Linked DNA regions of Mus musculus: all the other regions are linked to region 1. The links are chromatin contacts, called in public promoter capture Hi-C maps. All regions are on one chromosome and are shown on one strand. The core of a region is the stretch at or near the end of the contact, and the rest is flanking DNA. Distances in the headings are between cores, read along the strand shown.

Region 1 (2,589 bases), core at 30-2,529:
GTGGGAAGTTCTGACTGCAGTATTGAGTTTAGTAATGTGAAGCAAAACAACAATTCATTTTTCAAAACAATTAAAATAAGTATATTCCTTAAGTAAGGTGTGACGGTGCATGGAAGATGGGAGGAATCAGAAGTTCATGTTTACCCTTGGCCTCATAACCACTCAAAGAATAACCTGGGATAATTAGATGAGAGATGGGAGATGGGGGTGGGAAAAGTATTCTCATCTTTATTTCTGTTTTCTTTAAAAACCACATTATCTACATTAACAATGTAGGTTGTAGAAAATATATAGGGCGGAAGTAAAAGGTTTGCAATTTATTCTTATTATCAATAATATAAACTCATATTCTTTGAGTCAACCGAAGCAGAGTTAAGTATGATGAAGACGTTGTAGTTCTTTTTTTTTTTCATTTATTCATTCGCGTTACATCCGAAGAGCAGCCCCGCTCCTCTCCTCCCAGTCCCACCCTTACAAATCCCTCCTCCCATTACTCCTAAAGTTGTAGTTCTTGAATACGAGTATAAAGAATCAAAGCGAGTAAATGAGAAGTCAAATACCGGTTTTGTAGAAGTTGGCATGAAGGAGGTATGAGGGAAACAGACTAACAAGCGAGCATTTTCTGAGCTGGAGACTAAGGACCACCGGCTTATTTATTTATTTATTTATTATTATGGCTAAGGCCTAGTAGGTGACATACATTTGCTAATGGTTCGGGAAGATACCCCTTTGGGTATTTTTTTCTTCCTGTTGGATCTTTCCTTTTATGTTCCCATCAGAGCTGTGTATCGCGGCTAAAATCATGGTTTGCTGGGACTGCTTTTGTTTACTTGGCAGCTGCAGAGCTTCAAAAGAAACAGATAGAGAAGCAAGGAAAACCTCTAGTTTTTTGGAGGCGAAGAAGCCGAAAGCCCTTCTTGACAGCTTCGGGGTAGGGTGTGATTCCAAGAGACAGTCCTTAACAGCTGGAAGAACCAGGTAGCACTTTCACAGGGAAAAGAGCGCTCCCGCCCGGGGCGGTGGGCGGAGTCTCCAGCGGCCCCGCCCTCCCAGGCCAATCCCTGCTCTCCGCCAGCGGACAGGAAGCAGCGGCGGGGCCTAGCGGCCCGGGCGCTCGCCTCGGCACGCATGCGCATTATCCCGGGGCGCTTGGGGGAGCAGGGCGGGGCGGGAGGCAGGGGTGCGGCCTCGCGAGTGTATTGGGTGCCGTCGCGTCACGTGGCGAGAAAGGAGGCGGAGGGCCGCGGCTCAGGGAAGGGGCTGAGACCAGGCGAAGAGCGAGGGCAGGGAAGCGGGGAAGGGAGGAAGGAAGAGGCCGAGGGGGAGGGAGGGCCCTGTTTTGGCGGAGCAGGGCGCGCGGCTGGGCCCCTGAAGTGGAGCGAGAGGGAGGCGCTTCGCCGGGTGCCACTGCCGGGGAGGCTCGTCGGGACCCAGCGCCGGTCGCGGCTCCCTCAGGATCGATGCACCGCGGTTAACCCGTGAGGAGGCGGCGGCCGGGGAAGATGGTGTTGCCGACAGTGTTAATTCTGCTCCTCTCCTGGGCGGCGGGGCTGGGAGGTGAGACACGACCCCGGGCGGCGACGGAGCGGCGGTCGGTCGGGCCGAGCGCAGCGTCGCGGAGCCGGGCCGCGCGTGTCAGGTCTCCTCGGCTTCTGTCAGCTCTCTCAGCTCGCCTCAGCCGACCCCGAGCGACGCTCCCCGCGCGCTATTGTCCCTCGCGCGCCCCGACCGCGCTCCCGCCGGCGGCGGCCCGAGCAGGCTGCGGAGCCCCGGGCCAGGCCTTCCCCGCCCCCACGGCCCGGCGGCCCTGCCTGCCCGGCTTCTCGCGCCGCTTTCCCCGGGAGCGGCGGAGCCCAGGCCAGCCGCCCTCGCGCACTCCGCAGCCACCTCAGCCCTGCCGGGGTCCGAGCCCCGGGACCGCGCAGACTCGCAGCAACTTGCGAGGTTGGCAGCGCGGCGGGAGCATTGTTCTGCAAGCGAGCGAGCGGACCCGGGCCGGGTGTCGGACGCCGGTGTGCGTGTCCCACCCGAGTGCCTTCCCTCCGCCTCGTGCTCTTTTCGGAGTGTTTGTAGCCAGCGCGCCGGAGGTTGTGTGTGTGTGTGTGTCTGTCGTTCTGTCTGTCTGTCTTCTGTCTCCCCGGGGCAAGACTTTAGTTGACTGAGGAGAAGGGCAAGCCGTTTTAGGATGCTCTTCGATCCATCTGTCTTTTTGAGTTGAGTCCACAGAGAAGCAAGACCGACCCTTCCTGGGCGAACCAACTTGCAGAGTTTTCTTAAACTCTCAGGTGGAGCAGACGTACTGCTTAGTCAGAGGATTGTCAGGGCTGTGCTCCCTCCCCCTGCAAATTGGAGTTCACTGTTGCTTCAAGTTTCCTGATGCTTCGGGTTTGAGACAGCGGTATTTCATTCCCAGGCTTTCCTAGGACAGGTTGCATGATTATTTTGTTCCTATGAGAAAGTGCTTTACCATAGGTAAGCTAATTTGCCGCCCAAGTGTCTGGAGAGAGGTTAGCTTAAAAGCATTGAATTGGAAACAACCCCCAGAACTTCCAGGGGTGCTTCGGATGGTTGTCAGCAGCCTAATTTGAT
Region 2 (2,589 bases), core at 66-2,565, 540 kb before region 1:
TAATGGCAAAGACCTTTACCCCACCCCCACCCCCCACCGAGCCATCTTGCTAGCCCCCTAACCCCAAATCTCCAAAGAACAATGCAAATGTCTGGCCCTAGTTCTAAGTGATTCCCTCTGTAGATCCAAACCAGTTCAACATTATTTCTGTGAAATAACCTCTTAACAGCATACACAGACTTTAAGCTGAGTGCACGCATGCGCATGTCACACACACACACACACACACACACACACACACACACACACACACACAGCTTCTGCACATTGAAGAAATGACTCACTTAATTTGCCACTGCCTGCCACTACTGGGTTTTGATTTTACCTGTTCAGACACAAAGTTTCCTATCAGATCAACTACAGGAAAGAAGTATTTGGCAGCTTGGACCCTGATTGGGTTCAGGACTTAAGTGCACCGAAGGGATTTTAATCTATGCATTTTAAGGAGCCTTTCCGGACCCCAGACTGTTCCCTCCATAAAATGGTAACATTTCTTGCTACTTTGGGAGCCAGCTCATTGGAAACCCCTTGCGGAATAAATATGGTTAAGTCTTGCATCCCCAGAGGGTCCCTTCCTCAGCTCACAGTACCAGCAAAACAGCCTTGTGCTGCAACTGGAAAGAACCAGAGCCCTTCCTTTCAAAGGATGAAAACCAGAGAATCCGCGGGAGCAATGTGGCTAACCCACCCAAGGTCACTCAGCTCCAACTGTGAATGATAGACTTGCCCCTAGTCCTGGCAAACTCTGCACACCCTTGGCTCTCCTCAAACAGTCCCTCGGGGGCCTCTTCTGTCTGCTAGCTTGCAGCCCCCGCGAAGATGCAATGCCACTTGCGCTCTGCGCCTAACTTCAGCCCTGCGCGTCAGCATTCAGTTAACCCTCTCGCGTCCAGAGTGTCACGCGGGGCACACGAGGCTTCATCCCTCACCCCCTCTCCCCAGCACTATCCCATGCCTATCCATGGAGTGGTTGCTCCAAGGTCACATCGACGGTCCCTGCGGAAGCACCCGCCGCTTGAGTCTAGAGGATGCCCGGACATGTGGGGAGGGGAGACACCTCTGAAGACTCACCCGCGCGCGGATCTGGCGCGCCGAGGCTGCCCATGTCGTCGCCGGCGCTCTGGGTGCGGTGGCCGCGAGCGCGGGGCTTTGCGGGGCGAACCCGGCTGCGGGCCCGCGCTCCAATCAGCGCGCGCGCGGCCCGGCCCGGGGTTCGCGGCTCCCCCACCCTGGAAGGGCGCGAGCCGCCGCGCGCCTCCCAGAGCCTCTTCCGGGCGCGTTGCCTGGACGCGGTTGCCGTGGCAGCCCGAGCTGGAGGCTTTCCCCGCGCGCCCGCGCCCAGCCCGCCGGCGCCCCTCCTCCCACCGCGTTCCCACACTCAAAATAGCCTTTCCGCGGCGCCGCGGGTCCCCACCCAGTTCGCTGCAGGGAGTCAGCGGGCGGGGACTTGCTTACAAGAACCTCAGTCCCGTCGTAGGGCGCGTCGACTTGGAGGCAGAGGTAGGTGTAGGGAAGGATGCTTCAATGAGAGCCCAGCCTTCCAGGTCTCTATGTCATCAATCATTTTCCCGGGAATCCTAGCATCCCTTATGTACCAAGCCTGGTTCCCACAAAAATAGTTAACTGCTTTTCCCACCTCAAACTGGGGAGAAGTTAGGGGTGAGACCACAGTCCAGGAAACAGCTCCTTCCAGCGCCACACCTGCACAGGTGATGGAACCCTCCAGGCGACAAGTGTGTATGAGGGAATCACCAAGCCTCGCGCACAAGAGACAGGACCCCTGGGAAAATGCCCGTTTCTCCTCCCAGCCCTCTTCCTACCTTCTGCCTCGCTCCCAGGGAGTTCCAGCTTTGCTCTCCTTCCCATCAGTGCTGGATCCTCAGCAGGAATCACTCACAATTTTGCTTCCTCTCCGTAAGGTGGGGTTTAAGAAGAGTGGAGGATCCCACCTTTGCTCACCTCACTGCGTCTGGTTCATAGCTCTTACGTAGAGGCATGGGCTTACCCAGTGTAGGTGCTCCTGTCTGGCGGCTCTCCTCTGCCCCCAATTCAAAGGAAGCTAGGAAGAACGCAGGCTGTGCAGCCACTTGGGAAAGCTCTGGTCTTGGAATTCTCGATCCTGTAGTTATTTATGTGTCGTCTTGGGTGTTCTGTAATTAACTCGCCTGTAAAGTAATAACTCCCCAAAACACACACACACACACACACACACACACACACACACACACACACACACACACAGAGAGAGAGAGAGAGAGAGAGAGAGAGAGAGAGAGAGAGAGAGAGAAAGAGAGAGAGAGACTGCTAAGGTGAAATGGAGAAGATGAAGATGGAGAAGGCAGGGACTCTGCTCCCCTCCCGGCCATTGCAGCCTAACACATATTGATCAGATAGTTAGACGGGTATAAAAAAGACTGCTGACCAGAGGGCATGGCCTTAAGTCCTGTCTCACGGAGATCTCACCTAATAGTGTTCTTTAGTGTGTGATGGTTTATTTCTCTTTCTGTATCACTTGGTGCACAGCGTGTAAATACGGATGGGATCCAATCCCATGGCGAAAGGTTCTCTGAGAATTTCCACCATTTAAGA
Region 3 (2,589 bases), core at 25-2,524, 540 kb after region 1:
TACCTCCCCACCATTCTTCTTATTCTTTCTCAGTCTTCTACAGCTTAAATAAAGGCGATTCTTAGGAGTATATTCGGTTATTAAGACACACTCTTTGGCCATAAACGTTCCCTGTGAATAGGAATTTTTCAACTGCCTAAATTAGGCTGTATTGTTGCTCTAGGACGACGACGTAGTGCTTGCTCGGTCACTTTAGGCAGATACCCTATAAAGAGTTCTCGGAGCCTGGAACTTGTCTCACAAATTCAATTAAGACAACAGCATTCTGTCTGCACAGAATCTAAGCACCAATCATTTACGGAATTTTAGTTAATGAACACATCTAAAGTAAGTGTTTTGTAGTGAACAACATGCAAAGAAATGATTGAGCAAGAGCGAAGCAGTTGCTTGGGAGTTGAGAGTCTTCCATAGAAAAACAGGAAGAGTCAGGTTGGATAAGGCTGTGGGATTTTCATGGGGATAGAGGCAGAAAGCCCTATAAAGAGCTATCTATATGGGCTCGTGATATTGGTCCAATGATTCTCCCACGCTATCTGGAGTGAACTGTCTAGGCTACTGATTCCTGATCAGCGCCCATCTTTACTCAACTATAAGGCTGCTTGTAAGACGAGAAGGGATGGAGATGGAAGCTCAACCCGGAGATTCTGACAGGAAGAGCAACAGAAAATCCCAAGTGTTTCCCGGTGTGGATGGGAAGAGGAAAGGAAAGGGCTGGAAGGAGACCATCAAGACCTGGAATATCCAGGCAACCCAAGGCAGATGAAGCCCACGGCCTCAGGCACAACTAGGCCGCGGGGCCGGCAGAGGGCAGCAGTTGGGCTGAGAAGCCTGGTGGGGGCCAGCGCGGCGTCGGCGGTTCCAGAAGGTTCTCCTTGGGAGTGTGGGGAGCATCTATCACCCCACCCAGCGGCCACGCGCCCCTCGCGCCACGCGGAAGGCTGAGCGAAAGCTCTTTCGGGCTGCTCGGGACCCCGGGGGAGGAGAAGAGCGAGTGTTAGGAAGGGCGCGGGGCTCGGCGGGGCCGCGGCTCGGGCGCCTCTCCTCCCGGCCGACCAGCGCTAAGGCTCGCGGGGCTGCCATCGGCCAGCGCGGTCCCGCCGAGGCTGCGCTCCGGCCGTCGAGGCCCCCCCGGGCGCGCCCGCGGGAGCGTGGGCCGCGGACTTGACCGTGCGGGCGCCGCGCGCGGCCGTATGCAAATGTCCTCCTGGGCCGGCCCCCCGCGCCTGTGGGCCGCACGTCCAATAAGAAGCGCCCCCCGCTTGACACCTGCCTATATACAGCGAGCGCGCCCCGGCCGCGCAGCGCCCCGCGCACACCCACCCGTGGCCGCCCATGACTTCCAGCGAGATCGCCATGCCGGGCGAGGTGAAGGCCGACCCCGCCGCGCTCATGGCCTCGCTGCAGCTCCTGCCGTCGCCCACGCCCAACCTCGAGATCAAGTACACCAAGGTAAAGCCGTCCGGCGGACGCTTTCTGGAAGCATCCTCTGGATCCCTTCAGAGGCCGGGGGCCCGGAGGTCGCCTGTCATCTCCGCGCCTCCGCGGGGACCGCGATGCGGGCTTCTCAAGTCCCGCCCCGGTTTAGGGAGCGTCTTGGGAGAACCGGTCCCAAACAGAAGGCAGCGCGGGGATCGCCAGCGGCGGCGGACGGTGGTGACGACCTCGGGACTGCCTGGGGAGGTGGGATTTCCCAGAGCAGACCTGGGTCTGGTTCTGGAGTCCCCTATGACTCTTTAGAGCCGGCTAGGGTCCGGTCCTAGATGTCCCTAGGGCAGAACGAGGCTTAGTTCTGGGGTCCCTTAGAGCTCAGGGCAGACCGGAGTCCGGTTGTGCGAGCCCCCAAGTTTTATCAGAGCAAATGGAGTTTGGCTCTGGGGTCCCCCAGGTCTCCTCAGAGCAGTCCGGGCTCTGGCTTGAGGAGGGTGTTCCCCTGGGTTTCCTCAGAGCCCACCGGGGTGCAGTTCTCCCTGTCCCTCGGTCTCAGAGCAGAGTGGGGTTCACCGCCAGGGTGGCATTGCGGTCCGGTGTCGCCCCGCGGTCCCTCGGGTCCGGAGGTGCGCGGCCGCGCGGGCTTATCTTCCCTCAGAGCGGAGTCGCTGAAGGGTTGTCAGGACCGGAGTCCCACAGACTTCGCGGGGACCTGGCCGAGACGCAGTAGGTCTATGCCAGGATTTCCTCGGGATTTTGTAGGCAATGGACATTTTAGAAAAAGGGAAAATAACTCAAGTCACATAAATTAGCGAGCTCACTTTTGCACTGATAAGCCTAATGATTTTTTTCCTAACGAATTCTGACATCTTAGTTTGTCAAGCACGAATTATTGTTGTTAAACTGCATTAAAAAGCAATACACGCCTGCTGCCCCATGTGACTTGATCCCCTACCACTCCACCGTTCTCAGGGAAAAAAAATCCACGGGGGAAATTTGTGAAATACATACACAAAGGGATTGAATGTTATAGCAAAAAGGCGACTGTAGCCTTTAAAGCCACACTTCTTGAGAGTTCATTTTAGAATTTTTTTTTTTAATTTGATTTTCATTCCTACCGCAAACTCTCGCCAGTTAACTGCAGCGCGCGCACACGATACA

What was found. Promoter capture Hi-C pulls out the DNA fragments that hold promoters and counts their contacts.
Region 2: a promoter capture Hi-C map of stem cell-derived epiblast-like cells shows a contact between it and region 1, with 4 times the contacts expected there. The contact joins the promoter of Fam81a here to the promoter of Adam10 in region 1. A contact is called at or near these places in 2 of 39 promoter capture datasets (liver and stem cell-derived epiblast-like cells).
Region 3: a contact with region 1 is called in a promoter capture Hi-C map of liver, with 4 times the contacts expected there. The contact joins the promoter of Aldh1a2 here to the promoter of Adam10 in region 1. A contact is called at or near these places in 6 of 39 promoter capture datasets (embryonic stem cells, hippocampal neurons, liver and 1 more), 3 of 484 Hi-C or Micro-C datasets (all in embryonic stem cells), 4 of 115 datasets of contacts at active chromatin or transcription factors (embryonic stem cells, forebrain and stem cell-derived neural progenitor cells) and 1 of 9 other capture datasets (adipose tissue).

Annotation. Positions count from the first base shown.
Region 1 is chr9:70,677,703-70,680,291 of GRCm38.p6, forward strand. It overlaps Adam10 (a disintegrin and metallopeptidase domain 10), which reads left to right and starts at 1,280. Exons shown (of 16, transcript NM_007399.4): 1 at 1,280-1,557. The coding sequence starts at 1,503.
Region 2 is chr9:70,140,242-70,142,830 of GRCm38.p6, forward strand. It overlaps Fam81a (family with sequence similarity 81, member A), which reads right to left and starts at 1,316. Exons shown (of 9, transcript NM_029784.2): 1 at 1,072-1,316.
Region 3 is chr9:71,214,515-71,217,103 of GRCm38.p6, forward strand. It overlaps Aldh1a2 (aldehyde dehydrogenase family 1, subfamily A2), which reads left to right and starts at 1,275. Exons shown (of 14, transcript NM_009022.4): 1 at 1,275-1,449. The coding sequence starts at 1,333. It overlaps Gm3458 (predicted gene 3458), which reads right to left and starts at 872. Exons shown (of 4, transcript NR_110518.1): 1 at 733-872.